3 separate regions of the Gossypium hirsutum genome follow, and all the other regions are linked to region 3. Evidence: chromatin contacts called from public Hi-C data. All regions are on one chromosome and are shown on one strand. The core of a region is the stretch at or near the end of the contact, and the rest is flanking DNA. Distances in the headings are between cores, read along the strand shown.

Region 1 (3,088 bases), core at 235-2,734, 330 kb before region 3:
GTTTGTAATAAACTAAATGGGATATTGCTGTATGTTGGTTTTGAAACCGTATGGGAAATACAAGTGTGTGGGTTTTAGACCCACCGCTGTAAGACTTTCAAACATGCCTGCTTACGTTAACGCAACTCTAGGTGATTTTTTATGCCATCACTTAACCACTAATAAAGCTTGAATGATCCCTTGATGATGGTTATGTGTGGCAATGAGTAGTATGTTGAGGACATTGGATCCTATTTTATGCTCATTTCTCTTTTAATTCCCAGCAGAATTTTGGTACACTAAATCTCGGCTAAAGTGAAGAGGCACTCCCCAATTAAAATCTTTTAAATTTGCTTTACACTTGCAAATTTTAACTTTTGCTACTTTAAGACAATCACAGTCCTTTAATTATCACAATCTTGCTAGAGGAAAACCCTCAACTTGCAGTTGAAGCATTCTATCATATTATACAAAATTTTGTTGACAATTAGTATTATATTGTATCATCTTTCCTTTGGTCCCTCCAGGGAATCTCAAGACTATTTTAAGAGTTTTTAGTAAGCAAATGGTAACATTGCTCCAATTTTCATCTAAGTGAATTTCTATGACATTTTCCCCCGAGGCATTGAAGAATGAGAAAATGGAGTCATTTCCCACGTAAGAACTGGATTAATTTCTTTGTTTGCAAGCTAAGATCAAGGTCGTAAAATTTAGTCCGATTGAACAGAAAATCAATAGATTTAGCGATTCAATCATATAAGAACCGACTAAAATAAAAACATTTTTTTTTTGCTAATTTTAGATTTTTTTAAAAAAGTATATTTCTTTTTATGAGTTTTTTTTTTGAGATGATTATATTAATTGATTCAATACCAAGAATCAAAGATCCAACCAATTTAACCATTAATTTGAGTTTTTCAATTATAATTGAAAAAAACCAACATTTAATAAAGTTGATTCATATAGTATACAGTTTGTTTCCTCTTATTCCAAAATTATGACCACTTTCATATAAAAAAGACGTTGGCTTGCAATAGACAATAGGATGGAGTTGAATGATATGGGATGGGTCAAGATTTTCTTTTTTTTCTTTTCTCATCAAAGTTGTAAGAGATAATGAAAAGAAATGGGGATGTCGATGATGTTTTAACAAGACATTAACTTTAGGACAAAAAACCCTACATTCTTAGCTATTCAAGCATCCCCTTTGGTACCAAACACACACATGCTTACCCAAACCAATTAATGTTCAATCAAATCTCCATCTATAGATCCCATTTTGTCCAATTTTCTTTGTAATTGGTATATTAATTATTGAGTCTCCTTCATTTTTTTTCTTCTCCTTAACATTCCTATCATTAAATTTCTCATAAATGTAATAAAATGAATTTGAGGATATGAAATCTTAAAATCTAGAAATTAGAGCAAGAATAGAGTTGAAATTGACTCTGATGCCTATATGGACTGACAACACATATTCAATTATTTGTGATAAATTTAGATGAATTAATATCATTATTATAATAATTAAAAAGATGTAACTACGTTTAAGGGTGTATTATTCACTGATTAATTTAGAAGTACAAATTATATAAATAATAATAATTAATAATAAATTATTATAAATTTTTTGGATTTAATAAAACTTCTTTTAATATAAAATTATTTATCCTATAAAAAAGGAAGTAATGGGCCAAAACTTTGACATAAAAGCCGCAGTAATCAAAACTCCCACGCATTTCTAAAGAGAAAGTTTCCAAAACACACGATCCCATATGATGATGGAAGAAGAGACGACAATTATGGCGGCAATCTCCACCCTCCGTCCTTCTCAGCTTTCAGATCTCAGCTACTCCATCTTCTCCCTCTCTTTCCACCACCGCCGCCGTCTTTGCCACCTCCTCTCCTCCCCTTGTCTCTTCTTTCTTACCCTCCACCGCCTCCACACTCTCTCACTCCCCCAAAAGACCCTTCTCATTGCCCGCCACCTCCTCTTTTCCCTCCACCACCTCACGCGTCACTTCCAGCCTCCACCACTGCGGCTGCCAAACCCTTCCACAGCTATAAACCAGCGCGACCTTGACGCCGTGCTCCTCCTACTGTTCCTGTGTGAAGCATACCATGATAACCCCCAAGCGCTCGAGAGACCTCACGATGAATGGCGCCTAGTGTTAACTAGTATATGCTCTAACACCACGTTAAAGATCACCGGCATCACCGGCATCTTCGACGGTGCTGCTTTGATCCCGTACATCGAAATGGTGACGAGGTGCAAAAGGCTTGTGGGGATAATGGGTTGTGATGGGAAGGAAGGGAAGGAGGTGGCGGCGTCACCGGCGGCGGTGGTGGCGTTGCCGGCGGTGGAGGTGAGAGGGGGTGGGATTGAGTGCGTGATATGCAAAGAGGAGATGAGAGAAGGGAGAGACGTGTGTAAGTTCCCCTGCCAGCATTTGTTCCATTGGATGTGCATATTGCCATGGGTGAAGAAGAGGAACACTTGCCCGTGCTGCAGGTTTCAGCTTCCCAGTGATGATATATTCGGAGAGATCCAACGGCTGTGGGGAATCCTGGTCAAGGCGAGTGGCAAAAGTGTTGATGATGAATGGACATGATTGTATATGAGTGGTAACATAGGGGATATTTGGACTTTGGAGTAATGGGGAATGGGGAGGTTTTTCATAGTGAAAGGCTGAGATGAATTGGGTGATGAAGATCACTTGTTTTAATGACAAGGACGCATGTGGTTGGGTTTATACTATCATACCCTCTTACTGATTTAATTCTGTATCTATCAATTAACAACTTTTGTTGTTCATTGATTGTACGGTTAGAAAGCATTCTGAACCTTGCTTTAACCTCCGAATATCAGGTCGCCAACTTAGAATTTTATTTTATTTTTGTCGGAATTAAATTATATATTGTTATCATATAAAAAATATAATTTTATTATTTTAATAGATTTTATTTTTATTATTTTTAAAGATAAAAAAAATATAATTTTATTATTATTAATTTAAAATTTTATAAATTATAAAAAGCTTCAATAAAAAATTTTCTATTTTAACATTGCAAATATACAATGGATTTTATACTCTTTCCAATTATTCTC
Region 2 (3,253 bases), core at 656-3,155, 290 kb before region 3:
ATTCATCTGGAGATAAGAGTATTGCATCTTAAATTTTGATGTTAGAAATAAAACATTGTAAGGAAGCTGCTAAGCGAATCACAAGCTGTTAGGACACTAGACCTGAAAAGGAAAAGAAAATAATAATGCGACCTCTAAGTTAACTGATATAGACATATTTAAACAAGTATATTTCTGACACAGACGCAGATATATACATGATTAAAGCAATGCATATCTCCAAAGATACCTTCTAACTATGGTAATTTCTATTTAGAGTCCTCCAACAGCCTTTCCAGCAACAGGAGCCTCCTGTAAAAAAATGTATACACCTTAAAACACTGGATTTTCTATGATCCAACAACTTTGCCAGAGAAACATCTAAACTAAACCCTTACTGGTTCAATATTCCCCTTGTGATTTACCTGTGCTAAAGAAGTTGACAGGGGATCAGAAAACCTGGAAAGACCAGAGGAAAAAAAATCAAATTCCAACCTCAACATGCATAAACCTTTGTCAATAGTGATTTCTATAGGCATTTATAGATCTCTAACAATGTAAGAAGCAGTTCTTTAGCATTGGAATGTACCTGATTGCCCTTGCTTTTCTTTTTTCTCCTTCAATGGTGTCAGGTTTGGAATATGGTGCAAATTGGGCAAGACGAGCTTTCCTTTTCTCTTCCTCATCAACAGTTGTAGAGGGTACAGCAAGCCCAAACCTGAGAACCCACAAAAAGAATTAATAAATAGATTAAATGCAACTCCGAGTAATATCATCATTGGGTAAAGGTGGTATGGACAAAAAACCTCTCAGCTCTAGCCTTCCTCTTCACCTCCTCTGATTGCTTCGATGCTTCTGATCCATTTGGCCTGGGTGCAGTGCCAAACCTGAGACATGTTTGGTTCACAAATCAACAAACACAAAGAAAACTCAAGGAATGGGGTTCAACATCCACAACTACTGTTACTAAACCTTTACCATAAAAAATTAAATGAAAACCCAACAGAACATTATAATGAGCCAAAAACACAGGCATGCTTATCAAGGCAACTAGGTAAGATTACAAAGGGGTTAGACTAATTTCTAGAGAACAAACGGATAGATTGATCAAAGAAAGAGAATAAATTAGAAAATTATGCACTGCTAAGAGATTCCAAACAATCAAAACAATAAACAAACTCAAGAGTGTTAATCTATACTTCTCAGCGCACAATGAATCGACAATCGCGTTTAAACAATAACATCAGAATAGTTCTTTTTTAGAAATAAATCGAAAAAGAAAATTTTCCCTTCAGAGATGTTCGTCAACTAGGTACAAACCAAAAGGAAAAACATAAATAATACCTAAAACAAAAAAAAGGGGGAAAATTGAAGAATTCACCTCTCGGCCCTAGAATTACGCTTCTCTTGCTCGGACAACTGTACAGGTACGCCGAACCGCTCAGCTCGGCGAATCTTCTTCTGGATATCGTTAACGGGACCGCTTTCATCCCCGACGACCGAGCCCACAGTAGTCCCGGTGGTCTTCGAACCCCCATTCTCCTTCAGAGATCCTTCAGCATTAGGAGGATCAGACTTATCCGAGGAGGATGACACGATCTTCTTAGGGTTTGGTTCTGCAGATGAAATGGCGGCGAGAGTGACGGATGCAGGAGTCGTGGGGGTGGGGGTGGAGGTTGCGACGGCGACGGGTTTCTGGGTGGTGGCTGCCATCGGATTAGTTGGTTGGTTGGCTGGTTGGTAGGTAAGTAGGGTTACGTGAAAGAATATAGAAGGGGCGAGGAAGAGGCTCGCCGTATCTTTTTCTTTGCGATAAATGGGAAAGCGTTGCGATATTTTCCCTTATGAGAGCTGCCGGCCTTGCTAAATCCGGTTTGTACAGATTGAGATTTTTTTTTTTTTGGTTGATTAGTTGGATCAATTTTAAATTTAGTACAAATATTGTTTTTAAATATATAAATATAATAACCTAATTGATAATATCATTTTAAATAATAAAATGATATCTTGAATATTTAGTAGGGTTTGAATATTTTTGATACATGCATATAAATATTAAGTATAAAATAAATGAGTGCAAGTGTTTTATTTGAATAGAAAGCATATTTAAAATTTTTGTTAAATATTTATTTGGTATAAGTTCAAATTATGTTATTTCATCGTTAACTTTAATATTGTAATAAAAAAAGTTTATGTAAAATTTATATTTGCTTAAAATATGAGTTGTGCTTAAACTCTAATATTTAAAATTTAGAGTCTAAGTTGATTAGTTTTTCAATTTTAAAATCTATTATTATATATATCTTATGAAATTTAAATATATAACAACATAATTAAGGCTTAATTCACGATTTGACCCCTAAAGTATATCTATTTTTTATTTTAATATTTAATTTTTTTGTCCCAATTTAGTATCTAAAGTATTAGTTTGCTCTATTTTTTGGTCCAATTGTAATGACAGTTAAAAAATCCATTAAACAACCTTGGCCAATAGGAAAGTGCTATGTGACAATTAAATTTATTTAAAATAAAAACAATTAATTTAAAAGAAAAATTAAAAATATAATATTAAATATTTAAATGCTAAAAAACATTTTTAACTTTGATCGATTGTTGATGGGCTATTGACCAACATTTACTGGCCATATGACGCTATTAGAACACATCATGTGTCCTTTTTTTTTTAAATCTTTTAAAATATTATATGTTATATTGATTATAAATGTAAAAAAACATATATAACATATATAATTTTTTAAAAAAGTTTAAAATATTTTTTATAAAATTCTAAAATATATTTTTTTATAAATTTAAATTAATTTTTATATATTATTTTGAAATTTTTAAAAATTTTTAATTATATATTTTAAAATTTTATAAAAAAATTATTTTAAACTTTTAACAAAGTTATATATATTATATATATTTTTTAGATTTATAATCAATATAATATATATAACATTAAAAAATAAAAAAGAACAAGTGTGTTTTAATGGTGTCACTCGCCCAGTCAACATCGACCATAGATCTATCAAAATAAATAGTCTTTTTTAATATTTAAATATTTAATATTATAAATTTATATTTTTAATTTAAATTTAATATTTTTATTTTAAATAAATCTAATTATCATGTGGTATTTTTTTTATTGGTCAAAATATACAACATGGTACTTTCCCGTTGGCCAAAATTGCTAAATAGATTTTTTAACAGCCATTACAAAATAGACTAAAAGTAGAGGAAATTAATACTTTAGTACTAAATTGAGATAAAA
Region 3 (3,182 bases), core at 353-2,852:
CCAAATTAATTTGATTTTACCAGAAAATTTACACACCCCTACTTTCTTCTCTTTTTTTTTCTACTTACTTGGAACATATCAAAACCTGTGATGTGATGGAGAATGGAAGGTACTGTTGGAGGGTCCAAAAGGGAAATGGAAAGTGGTTCAACAAGCAACAAAATGAAAGGCATGTAGGTTCGAGGATGGTTCCTGTTTTGGTCAGTTCAAAAATAGCTCCGCTCCTTGGATGGCTAGATATGCCTATGGCTTGATCTTCTTAGCTTACAATTTGCTGGCTTGGGCGGTTCGAGATTACCGCCCCAATGCGTTCCCGGAAATGGAAAGACAATTCAATTATTGCTTTGTCTCAACATTGAATTGCCAAAATGATGGGTACTTACATAACATGTTCACAATGTAGTCGCCGGATTGAAGAACTGTGAAGGCGACCGGGGGTGTTTAGACGCCGAAGGCATCCTTCAAGTAAGCTTAGGATGTTTTGTATCCTTATATCATATTTACTGGTACTCAATTCTTGTACTTCAAGTCTTTACCATATTTATGAATCTTAAGTTCAATGTTGTTAATAGACATCGATGCTATTAACGTGTTATCCGGTTGCTCGTTTTAATAGATTGGACAGTGGTGTCCTTGTTATCCTACTCTTCAACAAGCTGTCGATTGGTTTCGATGAAGTTGCGCCATTTCCTGCCAGCAATGCTTCATGGACAAAAAAATTGCAATAACTAGAATTTTTAACAAGAAAACATATTGATTAAAAAAAAGGACCGAAGCAGACGTTAACCTCTTTCATAAACTCCAACAAAGAGAGGGGATATGAGTATTGAAATTAACCGTTTGCCCTAAGAGAAGCATAATTAAACAATGACATGTATAGTATATGTACGGGGACAATCTATCTTGGACTGCTTAAACTATCACAGTCAAAAGCTGGTTAGGCGCCCCAGTTTGATTTATGCAGCTGTGATAACTTACTGCCTGGCTATACTAGAGCCAGCCAGCTCGGCCAGCTGCAAGCCTACGTCAAATTATCCTACATACACATCGATAAATTAACTAACCATAAACCTCAACATTTTTGCCATCACTTATCCTCACTGAGTCAAAGTCAAAGCCGCCCAACCCCCCCCCCCCACCGTACCCATCATCTTCCCCATCTCCACCGCAATTTCACTACCCAGAACCTACACCATCTCATAACTACCGAGGCCCCCAACCGCCCACCATCAAGATCACTCTCCGCCCCTCTCTAAACCATAGCCACCTCCTTCACCAACACTGCTCAATCATCATTTCACAACCATTACAGCAGAAAAAATCAGCAGAAAAGAAAAAGAGGAAGAGAGAACATATTTGAGAGGTTATATCTTAGGAAAGGGAAGCTTCCCCTGATATCCCGTGTCGATCTGACGGCGGAGGCGGTAGATCGGGGCAAGAGAAAGTCGAAGTCGATTTGATGTTTTAATGGCTTTCAAGTGGGTTCTGAAAAGATATGGCGCGGTGGATTAAAAGAAAGAGGAAAGGCAGATCGTTTGGTGGCTTTTCCGATTGGTGGCGGCGCAGGATTGCGGCGGCTAGGGTTGAGAAAGAGAGGAGAATAAGAAAAGAGGAATAGAGGAAAAGAGAAAAGAAAATAAAATAAAGGTAATGGCGCGGAAGAGGAAGAAATAAGGGAAAAAGTTAAAAGAAAAAAGCGTGGAAAATGGGAAAGAAAAATATAAAGGTATATTAAATTGGTGGGGCCACAAAGCATCGGACGGGAAAGGAAAAAAAAAGAAATGGAATTACTACATTAGCCCTTCAACTATTTTTGAGATAAATTGCAATTTTAGTCCTTGTAGTTTTGTGTTTTTCATCAAACCATAGCCTATCCTCACTCCTAGCTCACATTCTAAGACTTTATTTTAACTCTAATCTAAGTCCCTAGGCAAAGATAATTATGGGAGAACTTCACCACCCAGGCTTCAAGAGGACCCTTACAACATGAAGGATACGGAAGCGAATGAGCCTATAAATGGCCCTCTAGGAATGCCTCCACATCATACATAATGCACCACCCTGATGGCAAACAAAACATGAGAGGCAATAGAGTTACCAACGCCTCCTTGCTCAATGATACTAATCACGAAAAATCCAACATAAGGTAAGAAAATGAAAGGGGAGTATACGCCACGTTTAGTAATTATACTACACTCAATGCTTGGCACAAGCAAATATTGGACGAAGTATGGTGCAGTGATATTTTAGGACCTTTCCCACCAAGTATGAGATTGACCCCTTAAAAAAGGCAAATTGAGTATAAAAATGGAAGACAACTTGTACTTAAAGGATGCCATCGAGAAGGCCATTTGACAAGTACATCATGCGAGCAAAAATGGGTACAAAGTTGTTAGATGATCACTTTTAGATTGAAGAATTACGTATAACTTTCGATGCTTGATAGATAATATCGGTCTTTATCTGTTAATACACAATATCAACGAAGGTCAAGATGGAAAGGGAAATAGCGTTCTAGTTCGAAAAATAGAATTGACCCTCCAAATAGAGTGTTTGAGATTATTTGTATTCTGGGTCTGACCATCGAATCGATTCTCGAGTTAGATTCTGAATCTGGTTATCAAATATTTTATTATAATTATATAACATTACCATTGGATGGCTCAAATTCTTTAGATCAAATCCAACAATTGTGAATGACTATCACTGATATTTTAGATAATAGGTCGTCATAAATGTCATTTATACTTGTACCTAATATTTTGGTTCACCAGACCAGCTATTCAACACAATGGCTATTACACTTTTATTTTGCCTTTACCTGTTGTGGGGATTCAACACCCACCTCAAGAATAGATCCAAGGGCAGATTTAGGGGGCTGGCAGGTAATGGTAAAATTTTTTTAAAAAATTTAAATTAAGAAAAAATTATACTTTAGCTCCCTAAAATTATAAAAATTTGATTTAATCCCTTAAAAATTATAAAAATATAGACTATAAAAAATTAAAATTTCATTCGGCCCCCTTAAAAATTTGTTCTAGCTTCGCCCCTGAATAGATCATTGCTTACTTCATTGATTTTTTTTGTTTTTTTACTTTTTAACCCTTAAATATTTTAAACAAATCTCACTATTTTTTGACTCCCCCATGCCATGTATGAAGCAATACAACAAAAACCTAACC

What was found. Hi-C and Micro-C count contacts between places; a contact is called where the count stands out from the background.
Region 1: a contact with region 3 is called in a Hi-C map of leaf, with 3 times the contacts expected there. The contact joins the promoter of LOC107948346 here to the enhancer-like site in region 3. A contact is called at or near these places in 2 of 34 Hi-C or Micro-C datasets (both in leaf).
Region 2: a contact with region 3 is called in a Hi-C map of leaf, with 2.6 times the contacts expected there. The contact joins the promoter of LOC107948341 here to the enhancer-like site in region 3. A contact is called at or near these places in 14 of 34 Hi-C or Micro-C datasets (anther, callus, hypocotyl and 1 more).

Annotation. Positions count from the first base shown.
Region 1 is chrA04:69,731,963-69,735,050 of Gossypium_hirsutum_v2.1, reverse strand. LOC107948346 (E3 ubiquitin-protein ligase SGR9, amyloplastic) reads left to right here and starts at 1,484. Exons shown (of 1, transcript XM_016882855.2): 1 at 1,484-2,952. The coding sequence starts at 1,755. The coding sequence ends at 2,591.
Region 2 is chrA04:69,695,629-69,698,881 of Gossypium_hirsutum_v2.1, reverse strand. It overlaps LOC107948341 (protein MODIFIER OF SNC1 11), which reads right to left and starts at 1,905. Exons shown (of 6, transcript XM_016882848.2): 1 at 1,361-1,905; 2 at 786-866; 3 at 569-697; 4 at 405-438; 5 at 230-291; 6 at 1-102. The coding sequence starts at 1,692. The coding sequence ends at 253.
Region 3 is chrA04:69,404,746-69,407,927 of Gossypium_hirsutum_v2.1, reverse strand. No RefSeq gene overlaps it. Among protein-coding and RNA genes, the nearest start is that of LOC107948338, 18 kb to the right of the region's middle. Within about 2 kb of position 1,602, at least 9 of the 9 cell types and tissues checked have an H3K27ac peak or open chromatin away from gene starts, as enhancers often do. A contact at or near this core is called in hypocotyl and leaf, where this site is marked.